2 separate regions of the Zea mays genome follow, and region 1 is linked to region 2. Evidence: chromatin contacts called from public Hi-C data. All regions are on one chromosome and are shown on one strand. The core of a region is the stretch at or near the end of the contact, and the rest is flanking DNA. Distances in the headings are between cores, read along the strand shown. Region 1 holds the start of LOC100193019 (protein-L-isoaspartate O-methyltransferase). Region 2 holds the start of LOC100274654.

Region 1 (6,289 bases), core at 984-3,483, 140 kb before region 2:
GAACAAGTTTCAGTACCAGGATATAGTAATGAAAAAAGGTCTATATTTGAAGACAACTTTGATATCAGGCACAATAGCGATATCACCGACATGTACTAGCACACGTACTTAGGCCCTGTTTGTTTCTATCCTAAATTATATAAATTGAATTATGGTGGAAAGATAGGAGAGTAAAATATCACTTTGGGATTACAAATAAGCTGAAATAAGCTACTCAATACTAGCTTATTTTAGCTTATTTGTGGTCCTAAAATGATATTTTACCTTTCTACTATCATAACTCAACTTATATAATTTAGGAGAGAAACAAACACACCATTTATCCCATTTGGGAAAAATGTACTGCGAACTGTCTACACTTGAAAATAGCATGCCAGCAAGTAGACAGGAACCAACAGTAGCCAACGCTGCTTCATCATAACATGTGTACTTATTAAAATTAAGGTGAATGGGAACCATCTTTAGAAGCTTTAAAAGCTAAGCGTAAACTTCTGCTTGATGAAATCAATAGCTCAACATATTACAGATAAACCAACCATCGTACCTGTAACATGAAAAGAGAGCGATCCATCCCTCAGTAGTGGAGCTGCAGCACTTCTCTGCACATTTTCAACAGAAGAAGCAACGATCTCGGGAACGTGTTCAATTCCCACTGCACGGCCTTCTGGTCCAACCATCATGGCAAAACAAGCTGTCAGGTAGCCACTACCTATAACGTGACATGAATGCATTTGTGGCATCAGTTAGACAGAAAAAAATTTGAGCAAGCTGTTTGTTCAGCTTGTAATTGCTGATGGGCACTTGCAAATGGCTGAAGTATCAGCAACAGACCTGATCCGACATCCAGAGCATGCATTCCTGGTTGCAAATGATCCTTCAATAGCTCTAAGCAGGTCGCATGCATGTGAGGAGCAGATATCGTCGCGTTGAAACCAATAGGCATAGGACTGTCAATGTAAGGGGTACCCTCTGGTACAAATAGTGCTCTATCAATCGTTTCCATTACTTCCTTCACTTTATCAGTTCTAACAGCACCATACTGCTTTAGGTACTCAACCATAGCTTTGTTCCTGTCCAGTGATGGTTGAGTCCAATATTGCTGAAAGTTGATCAAGAATCAGTGAGACTCCACTTTATACGTATGGCTACAGGATGGAATTGCAGCAATAAACATGCCATCACAGTGATAATTTGAATTCACTTCCTGTTCTTATAACAGTATTTACACAGCTAGTTCAACTCCAGGACCATGAATCCCCTCAACTTGTCCAGTATATTGCCGTAATCAGAATTATCAATCATGGAGCAGCTAGTTATTTGCAAGCCGCAAAATTCTCTGTGGATTATCCTAAGAAATTATTTGTGGATACCTATGCACCAGAAAGTTGCGACAAGAGGTGAGCTTCAGATACATAACCTCTGCTACACCTGGCAGAAGCTGACTATCTTCAGCTGCCCACAAACAAAGGGAACTTTTTATATACTCGCTCCGTCCTGAATAAATTAATTCCTAGAGTTACCTTAAGTTAAGGTTTTTATGTTTGACTAAATTTATTAAAAAAAGATACAAAAATTTGTAGCACCAAACGATCACATTATGAAAATATAGTTTATGATGTATCTAATCTAATGATACTAATTAGGTGTCATAAATTTCAGCGCCCTTTTCTATAAATTCAGTTACGCTGGAAAAAAGTTTGAACAACTCTAGAATTGGTCTATTCATGAACGGAGAGAGTACTTTTTTTATAGGACTTATTCAAAACCAAATCTTAAGAGTAGCAAAGCCATGTAATAACCAAAAGCAAGCCCTTATCTAAAGGAAGCCAATTTCCAAATTTGTTCCTCCAAACCCAGCCTGCCACTCAATTCCACTTAAAATCGGTTTTACCTAACCCGTGTAGCCCTTCAATTTACTGTATGTCTGTATCAACTAACAAGTTAACAGGTGCCCGTGCGAGATAATCCGGTTACCCACGACCAAGGGAGCACAGAAACGAAACGGAGGTCCGGAGGGGAAGGAACAGAGCGTTGGTAGCGTGCGTACCGCCATATGGTAGAAGTGGAACGGGAGGCAGCGCCGCAGCAGAGGCGGTGGCGGGGAAGGCCTCGTGGGGGCGCCGAGGAGGAAGCGGCGCGGGAGCGCGGTGGAGGGCGAGAGGCGGCGGGCTAGGGTGGCGGACGCGCACGCGGCGGCGAGGCACATGGCGATGGCAGCCGACCAGCCGTGTCGGGAAAAAAATCCGTTATAACAAAGCCGGGGCAGCAGGGGTCGGCTGCGGTGGCGGTTTGGAGAAGCCTCGTCTCGACAGGTGGGGGGGCTCCTGCCGACGCACGCGTTCTACCGCCACGGGACACCGGCCACGGCCCTTGTAGTTGCAAAGCCTGCCACTCTGCCAGCGCCGGCGAGTTTTTAAATACTGCAGGCCCAGATTGTTAGCACCCGGAGCTCCAGCGCGGTGATGACTTCTGGGCTGCGTTTCGTTGTGTCAACGAAATAGAGGTATAGGTAAGGACTTCGACAGTTTGACGCAGACGACGGCGAAACACTGATATGGACATAAAAACCCCATTAGTTGTTACGGACACTAATTAATCTCCCGCGTGAGAATAAGTCTCCTGAGCCAGTGCCGTCTTCAGCGCCGTCATCCCCAGGCCGCGGTGCCGGACTCGACGCCCCCGACGCCGCCTCCCTGGCCAAGATGTCGCGCTCCTGCAGGAAGATGGGCAGCGCCTCCGTGGTGGATGACAGGAGGAAGGTGAGCAGGAAGGCGGAGAAACCCACGCGCTCCGCCACCTTGTCCTGCCCCGAGGTCGTAGAAGATGGAGCCCAGCGCAAGGCCCGCCACCAGCATGCACACGGTGCGGCACGCGAAGAGCTGTCGCGTCCGCGCCACGTTCTTGAAGAAGCGCAGCCACACCGCCACCTCCCGCGCCCTCGAGTTGGCGTAGCGGCTAGCCATCATGGTCACGGGGGCGTCCGCCACCTGCTTGCCGTGCAGCTGGAACAGACGCTGCAGCCCTCTCGGTCTCCGGAGGACGACGTGCGTGGCGGCGGAGCGCGTCCACGGAGTCGATGGCGAACTCGACGTCGTCGACGTGCGGGGGCAGGTGGAGGCCCGCGTCCCCGAGCAGGGCGCGGAGCTGGTCGACGATGCCATGGTGGAGGACGGAGCCGACGGCTAGGAGGAGGACGGAGTCGAACATCTTGACGATGCACGCTCCCGGCTGGTGGATGCTGAGCAGCACTGTGCGTCCGCGCGCCTCGGCCATGGCGCGGAGCGCGCCGACGATGTGGAGCGCGGAGGCGTTGTCGAGGCCGGAGGTGGGCTCGTCGACGCGGACGAAGACGGAGCAGACGAGCGGCACGAGTGCGTGGAAGCGGCGCGAGACGAGGGCGCAGCGGCCGAGCGCCTTGACGTCCCCGATGCGATTGAGGACGTCGAGCAGCACCGCGTCGTCCGAGTCCGGCACCGCAGCCTGGGGATGACGGCGCTGAAGACGGCAACCTGGTTAAGGAGACTTATTCTCACAGCGGGAGATCAATTAGTGTCCGTAACAACTAATGGGATTTTCATGTCTATATCAGCGCTTCGCAGTCGTCTGCGCCTCCAAACCGTCGAAGCCCTTCCCTACATCTCCATTTCATCGAAACCAACTCTGTCGTGTTTTATAATGGCAATAATCTCGTCAAACACAACACGAACAGGAAAACATTCCAAGAAATGCATGCATTTTTATAAAGCCATATAGAAATCTCGTGTGTTTACAGATTACAAGACATAGATCAGCAATAAGATTCTGTTGATGCATCCAGGCATCTGTATCCTTCCATAGCAGACACGCCTAGATAAATGCTTTTGGAGGCTCCATGGGGTACCTCAGAAGTCCAAGAGCAGCTGCGGCAACACACGCTCTAGGTGGGTGGGTTCAATAACAGCACCATCCTCCGCTTCAGCGATAAAAGCAGAGCGTTGAATAGCCTCTGCAACAGAAAAAACCAGTTAAACTACATAATGCGATCGCTTCCCGACATGATTAGCTTGCAGTGATGCAGTTTTACCTGTTACAAATATCCGTAGAAGTTCGCAGCTGACTTTAAGAGCAGTCGCATTGGCTGTCAGGTGAACATACTGTGTCAGCATATCATGAACAAGAACGAGAACTCAGTCAAGTTACTTTGAACTGTATATTGTCCGCTAGAAACCAAAACGTGATTATAATTGACTAATTGGGTTAAATACATCTTCCTCGCCTTTTACTTTGCACCTCTGGGGTTCGTGACCCAACCGTGTAACTGACGCCTGGCACCCTCAATTTCTGACTTTCCCGGTATCAGTAGAAAATTATTCAGGTGAAGAGTATCTTCCCTCCCGTTGACTTCTCAAAAAAAAAATCTTTGGAACTCTTTCTAGTGTCAATTCTTCATCTCTTAATAAAAAAAGAAAGAAAACCAGTCCCGCAATTTCGTTAAGGGCTAGTTTGGAAATCCTATTTTCCCAAAGGATTTCCATTTTCCCAAGGGAAATTAGTTTATTTTCCCTTGAGAAAATAGGAATCATTTGGAAAAATGGAGTTCTCAAACTAGACCTAAAGAAATCTTTTATTCACCAAGTTTTGTCTTACTGATACTCTTACCCCAAGTCACAGCAGAATTAAGTCGCTGAGACATAAAAAGGACAAATACCAAAGTTAAAAGCCAGTTTTAACATAGTATATGGGAACCTTACGCCATCTAGTTCCAATCTAGACAAAAGAACAGAAATTCTTTTAAAAAAATAGCACTACTCATTATGTTGTGCGTTGTGGTGGAGACTGGAGAAACAACACGAGCCTTTGAGCTGCATTAGATGCAACATGGGGAAGGAGGTTCTTTCCATGCTTGATTTCCCAGTTCAGTCATTCTTACAATCCATCCAAGCTAACAACGATGTGCATGTCTAACAAACCCAGTTCCAATCCTAACAATCAAACCAAGCTAAAACTTGACAACAAAGCGAATTAAATCTTTATCTGATGCCCTAGCGTGGCTGACACAGCCTTCTTGCAGCCGATGTTCAAATGGGTGGCCCCATGAGACATTTGATATGACTGCACCAACACATGCACTTCCTGGAAACCTTTTCATGCCGCCAGCTCTAGTAATAAAGAAGGAAAAAAGACTCGCTTACCAGTTGTGCTCCGATTTCTCCTCGATGTCTCTGGAGCACGCTGGACGATCGTTAGAAATTATAAAGGACTCAGGTCAGTATAAGGGGAAAGGGACGGTAAACATCTAGGTTACGGGGGACCAAAGAATCACCTCCGCATCGATGTCCTCAATGCTGCCGCCGCCGCCGGCCCCCTTCCCCGCCCGCCGCCTCCACACCAGCTTGAAGATGGCGTGAATCAGGTCCTGCTAAAATCCCAGAAGCGTGTCATCAGCGTGAATCACACAGCTTAACGCATAACAGGAGTTTCATCCGAAAGAAAAAAAAAATCGGAGGGAGGGAGGGTCGGTTGTGGTTCGGGCGTGAAAGGCACCGGATCAAATGTCTCGGCAGCGGACGAGTCGCTCGTCGTCGCACCTTCGTCCATGGCACAATGGCAGCCTGCGATTTGGCTCAGGGCGCGCCGGCGGGGTACGGGGCAAGGAAGGAAGGAGCACAACTGCACAAGGGCAGCACGCAGCAAGGAGCCAGGGACGGCGGCGTCACAACTCACAGTGGAAAGTGCCTACGCAACTGGGCCTCTGTGGGCCGTTCAGGGAGTCGCAGGCTTTCGTTATGGACTTCGTTTCGATGAATTCATAGTGGCCTCGTCAGAGTATATTGAGCAACTCTAAAGCGAACCCTTGAAACACCCAAAAAGCATTTATCGGTAAATCCATCTATTTTCTGGCCAAATGGTTCACATCCCGAATAAACGTCCCTGCTCTCTGCATATTTTCGTCTGAAAGGATCTCTAGCCAAGTTAGTTAGCTAGTTTAAGTATCATTTAGAGCATATCCAAGAGACTCTTCATTTTTTTTCTCTATTTGACTATCTATTTACGTTTTCATAAAGATTACACCCTATATATAGCATCTCAGTCGAATAGACTATCTATTTAGTTTGGCTAGTCAGGTGGCTAGCCAAATTTAGCGGGTGAGAGAGCCAATTTACAGAGTCAGATGGCTTGCGAGTCAGATAGCTAGTCTGTTGGAGATTTAATTTACTATTGAATAACTAAAATTTAGCTTTGCGAGTCATTTAGCTAGTCTCTTGAAGATGCTCTTAGGTCATATGTTTGGCTTCCCGTAGTAAAGAAT
Region 2 (5,894 bases), core at 2,615-5,114:
CACTATAGTTGGATCAATGTCTTTTGCCTGCTATTTCATTGTCATTGTTGTTTGCACCATGGAATATGTTCACAACAATATAATCAATCAATAATCAAATACAGCGATTGACTTACATGTGAACGCAGTATCTGTGGCGTATCCATCTCCCTGGAGCTAATATTGGACATAGGAGGTCGAACCCTTTGTTCTCCTTCTTCCCCTATGCTCATCTCGGCGATCTCAGGATCCATTAGAGCAGGCGGTGGTGTCACCAGTGAGTTACCACCAACTCCTCCCTCTGTCTCTGGATCAAGACGAATGACATCTCCTTCCATCGCCGGCGACCCTCCAGAGCCGGCCATCTCCAACTCCGATGAGTTATGTAGGCTTAGTGGTCTTTTTTTCCGAATGAAAGTAAATCTCGAATACTATAAAAGTAACCGCATCCACGTTTACAGGGTCTCCCCATTATTTCCGAAACCGTCCCGATATTATGACGACGTCTTTGTCAAACTAAAATTCATAATATAAAATTTACGCACAATGACACAACGTTTTACGCCAATCGGTATATACTGTTTATGCATCTATTACGCCGTTTCGGTTTTATGCCATATCTTTCAACATCTTATGCTTCATTTTTGTTAACCTTCCGCACATTACTTACCATGCAAGATCCATAATTTACGCGCCCACGTATCGCAGTAATCACGTTTGCATGTGGTATCTATTCCATTTAATTCCACGCAATTCCCTTACCATTCTAACAACCGCGTCACGGCGCCGTCTGACCTGCATGCCGCCTCTCAGCCCCACGTTAAAACACAGGTGCGCCTGTTCCATCGACCATACCTCGGGAACCGACCTGGGCTTCCTTTAATATCTGAAGCCCATGGCTCCCGTTATACCTGCCCTATTAAAATATATAGAGAAGAGGAGAGAGAAACTCTATATATAGAGGATACAACAGCGTTCTCTATATTTAGAGAACAGTTTAGAGAACGTTACTGGAGGCATAAAGGAGGAGAATCTTCTCTAAAATTTTGGAGTACATGACGCTTTAGAGGACCTGCTGAAGAGAGTCTTAGGCCTTCGTTGGAACGAAGGAATTTCACAAGAATCATCAATTTGTTTTCACAGTAAATAGGAAAATTTCCTACAGCCCAAAGGGGCCTTCTACAGCCAGGATTCTAGTAGGCATATGAAGTTCCTAGAGAACGAGAACGAATTCCATTTTTAAAAAATATAGAGTATTTTTTTTAAAAAAAAAACTAAAACAAATTCCATTTAAAAATTATAGAGAGAAAATTGAACTATCGCCACGTTTTAGGGCAAATTTTCCTTGCCTAATGAGACCCTATTTGTTTAGGCTCTAGATTATATATTCCAGCTTAAAATAAGTTAAGAGCCAAAGAAACACACACAGATTATTAGGTAGATTATATAATCTACATACTTAGATTATGATAATCTGTAGGCAGGTCATTAGATGTTTATGTAATTCTGGAAGAAAAAACAATCAAAGCTAGTTTGGGAGTCACAAAACCGGAGAGGATTGGAGAGGCTAAAATCCGCTCCTTATGCAATTTTAAATAAGAAGGAGATTTTAGCCCCTCTAATTCTCTCCTTTTATTGGACTCGCAAACTAGCTCTCAGGGTCTAAGCCTTCGTTGAAATGGAGGGGAAATCTTGGCTCTGTACATTGTTCTTGTGAGTATGAGCTGATTTTTTGTAAAATTCTTATACGGTTTCTGTGATATTATACCATAGAAGGTGTCCCGGTGATTGAACGGAATTTCTGGGTTCCGGAGATCTTGGCCCGAGTAGGTTGAAATGGACTGACTGATGGTGGGCCAACGAACTGGTCGGAGCAAGTAAAATGGGGGGCCGGTTCTTCGTGGGCCCGGAGTTTAGTGAAAGGATGGATACGGAGCGTGAAAAAACGGGCAAACGGCCGGGAGCAGAACGCCGCCTCGGTGCTGTCGGCACCAGTGAACCTGTGTGTGTGTACGAACGACTACGGGGGGCACAGCAACAGCGTCGGGGGAAGCATCTCTTGGGGAGTGAGAGAGTGCCGATCTCAAGCCGCGCCCGTGCGCCACCGCCACCTCGGTGGTCACCCCGCCCGGCCTTGGCAAGGCCGCCAGCGTCCGGCTCGCGGTGACTGACGGGGGCGAGGCAAGTCTCCGAGCCCGACCGGCGACCGATCTGGAGCTCACAATTCGGTACGGGTCGACACGGCGGGGACGCGGCTTCCCCGGCGAGGTCGCCCGATCTCCGCTTCGTGCCGCTCGCTCGGTGGGGGTAATTTTATTTTTTTCAGTGCCACCTATCATTATATCTGCCTTCTACTTTTCCCCCCGTTTTCACGCCCCGGCCAATCACGGTGCCGGGCACGCCGAGCTGCCCCTGGCATGGTACAGTGCCCGTCCGATGACGCAGTACGACGTAGGTGGGTCAAAGCGCGGCGACACCGTACAGGCGGTGGCCAGCAGTCAAAAAGCTAATCGCCGTTGTGTGCCTGGAGCCCCCGTTGCGTCGCTAGCTTTCCGTTCGATCAGGGCGGTCGGGAGCAACCTTTCGGTCTGCTGCTGACTGGGGTCTGGGCGCGCCGCCGATGCCAACAGGAGGAGGAGCGCCGCGGGTACTTGCCCGGCGATTTCGCTTCATCCAATTGAAACAGAGATCAGATGATGAGAATGGCCGGCAGAGCGAAGATTGTGATGCAAATGCTCGATCCGGCCTTCAGTATACTTACTTATCCCATTATGCATGGCCAGCATGCATGCATGTTCATCAGTGCACATATATGCATTTTCGAGTCTCTGAACTTTCCACTAGGTCTGTTTGGTTTACTACCTAAGACGTCATAATCTGCCTAACCTTAGTCGTTCGAATTGAAGAACTAAAGTTAAGCAGAAAAGTTAGACACATTGTGGCGTCTTAGATAGCAAACCAAACAACCCCTTAGTACGTATACCTCCTATATCGTTGCACTTAATTATTACAGAAGAAGCAGAAACTTTTACCTAACCAAACACACCTAGGCCTTATTACAGAAACTGAGTACACACGTACTGATATCAGGTACTATATATAACTGCGTATATATTATATTTATCCTAGCAATACCATCATTAGTAGGTCAGGGTGCAGTGGGGGTGGCAAAATTTGCGTGCATATATCTGCACGCTAGCTGCGTGGACGACACGTAGTACGTAGATACACATACTGACATACAGCTAACAACGACGAAAAAGAATGAAACCTACTATCAACTTCTTCTCCTGTGTGTCACCATGCTTCGCACAGATGCAGATTGCTAGCGCTGCCGACGAAAAGAGCAGTACTGCTGGCAGTGCAGTGGATCAATCAGATCAGTTGTGCTTGGGCACGCGGCGGTGCCATGGGGCGTAGTCCATGGTCATGTACGACCTCAGCTGGTTCCTCTCCTCCGCCCACTGCTGCGCGTGCTGCCTTCTGTCGTGCAGCCGAATAGCGCCTTCAATTCACAAATCACACAGCCGGCCGGCCGGGGCCAGAAAACAACTTCAGGACTACTCAGTACGTAGCTATATGAACGCAGCCATATACTCCCTCCGTTTCTTTTTATTAGTCGCTGGATAGTGCAATTTTGCACTATCCAGCGACTAATAAAAAGAAACTGAGGGATTATATATATAGACGATGATGACTCACCAACGCCTGCTTGTCGATGCAGTGACGAACTGAAGACTAGTACCAAAAGCACGAAAGCGACGACCAGCCTAATCACGATCCCCACCACCATGCTGGTGCTGCTAGCTCTTTCACCACCAGTCACCTGTCTTCCTTCTCACGGCCGGCCGGTCTCACTGCTCTCACCTACTACTACCTCCTCCTCGCATCTGCGAGCGCGCGCGCGCGTGTGCATATATAGCTAGCTAGAGGGCAAGGCTCTCGTCAAAGACAGTTGGGCAACGCGGCTCGCAGGTCAAAGACGACACACAACAGGAGATTTGGCTCTAGCACCGCAGCAGTGGAGTGTGTGCAGGGGTGGTTCCGAGTTTTAATACCTCCGTCCTGTCCCCCTCTCCTCTCCCCTCCCCTCTCTCTCCGGCTCCGGCCTCGGCCTTCGGAGGAGGGGAGGGAACGCATCCCATGGAAAGAATCTATGGTTTCTGGAGCTCGCGCGTTTTGTTTAAGCGCCCGCCCCTGCCGTGCCTTTTTGGGGCCGAGAGCTGATGAGCTAGTTTAATGGCGGCTCATGTGACCTCCACCACCACTCGCGCACGCGAATTCCGAGGCCGATATGAAATAGTGGAGTACGTAGTACTAGCTAGCTACTGTCTCCAGTAAACAGTGTGGTTTTTTGAATTCACTAAAGGTGCCGCCACAACAAAAAGGGTATACGGTGCCACTAAGCATGCTTCTTCTTGTTTAAATTGTTTCTAGGTCCTTCAACTATCTCTGAGCTACTAGTAATGCTCACATGCCATTGTTGTGCCCAAAACAAAAACAAAAAATTGACCTCAGGACTGATTTAATTAAAACCTGAAAATAAAGCAGGGCAGCAAATCGAGCGCTATATATATATATATATATATATATATATATATATATATATATATATATATATATATATATATATATATATATATATATATATATATATATATATATATATATATATATATATATATATATATATATAGAACGGCAGCCCGCCTACTGCCACTTTAAAGTACCCTGATAGTTTGTGAAAGTAGATAGCCGGCCTGCTATAGTGATCTCGTCGTCGGGATGATCACACTTTAAACCTTTGCTGCTGCTCTTTTCTGTCGGAACAAACACACAAGCAAGCATGTACAATGTTCTTCTGGAGCCCGTCGAGATCAGCCTGCAGATGAATTAATGCGGCATTATCATTTTGTAGCTACTGACTAGTGTACATATGTTATATAGCTATCTTAGTGCCATGATGCTTTGTGAAAGTTGATTGGTGGTATCGCTAAAGATTTGTGGGGGTACACATAGAGACATGATACTGTCGCCACTTACCGTATCAGGATCTCCAGCTTCAGATACCATCTAGTTAGCTTGAGTAGCTAGCGCCACTGACTGAAGTATCCTGAAAATGATCCATTACCACCCCTACTGTCCAGGTGTTCTTAACAGACATCGGAGCTAGCTACTCCTATTTAACTAGAAGAGGCGTGCATGGTCCGAGTGATGAAGCTAGAAGTTCCAATGGCGCACTAGTGATGAAACCCCTGCCCCTCAAAACTTAAATGTCGAACCAAAACCTTAAAACCTAACCATAATCGTTTGGTGAATGACAATGGAACCTTGAAGAGGAGCAAGCGCCGAGTGGGAAGAAAAGGTGGGAAGTTGTAACCTGTAAGTAAAGGGAGGAGGAGGTGGTCAGAGCCTCAGAGGATGATACCTCCGGCCTAAACCTCCCAGAAAAGAATAGTAGGTTATCAAGCAGCATGAATCTAAATAGTTAATGATCAACCATTGTACTTTCTTAGGAAGGAGTTTCGAGGAACCTTTTCTTTCAAGCTCAAACTCAACTATTCCGACAGTTTATGATTTTTTCTATTGGAATTTATTCTAGTGAACCTATTAAATGTTCAAAAAGCATAGCATTCTCTTTGTTCTAAATTATAAAATAATTTTTTTGAGAGCCAAAACATCTTAAATTTGACCAAAACTATAGAGTGAATTACTATGATTTATGACATCAAATGGATATATTATGAAAATATAATTATTAAAGAATCGAATGACACTTATTTAGTATCATAAACATTATTTTTTATTATATAAATTTAACTAAACTTGAGATGCTTTAACTCTTTAAAAAATTAGAATAACTTAATAGTTTGGGACAAAATGGGTACAACTAAACTATACATTCCTTATCTCTT

Evidence for each region. A called contact is a pair of places that touch in the nucleus more often than the background predicts.
Region 1: a Hi-C map of ear shows a contact between it and region 2, with 2.1 times the contacts expected there. The contact joins the promoter of LOC100193019 here to the promoter of LOC100274654 in region 2. A contact is called at or near these places in 4 of 25 Hi-C or Micro-C datasets (ear, leaf, leaf mesophyll and 1 more).

The regions. Positions count from the first base shown.
Region 1 is chr2:38,568,402-38,574,690 of Zm-B73-REFERENCE-NAM-5.0, reverse strand. LOC100193019 (protein-L-isoaspartate O-methyltransferase) reads right to left here and starts at 2,233. Exons shown (of 4, transcript NM_001138187.1): 1 at 2,048-2,233; 2 at 832-1,099; 3 at 545-709. The coding sequence starts at 2,206. LOC103646301 (centromere protein X) reads right to left here and starts at 5,733. Exons shown (of 5, transcript NM_001328577.1): 1 at 5,524-5,733; 2 at 5,303-5,395; 3 at 5,172-5,211; 4 at 4,064-4,117; 5 at 3,717-3,985. The coding sequence starts at 5,577. The coding sequence ends at 3,882.
Region 2 is chr2:38,430,268-38,436,161 of Zm-B73-REFERENCE-NAM-5.0, reverse strand. LOC100274654 reads right to left here and starts at 3,864. Exons shown (of 2, transcript NM_001351635.1): 1 at 3,682-3,864; 2 at 3,074-3,484. The coding sequence starts at 3,772. The coding sequence ends at 3,360.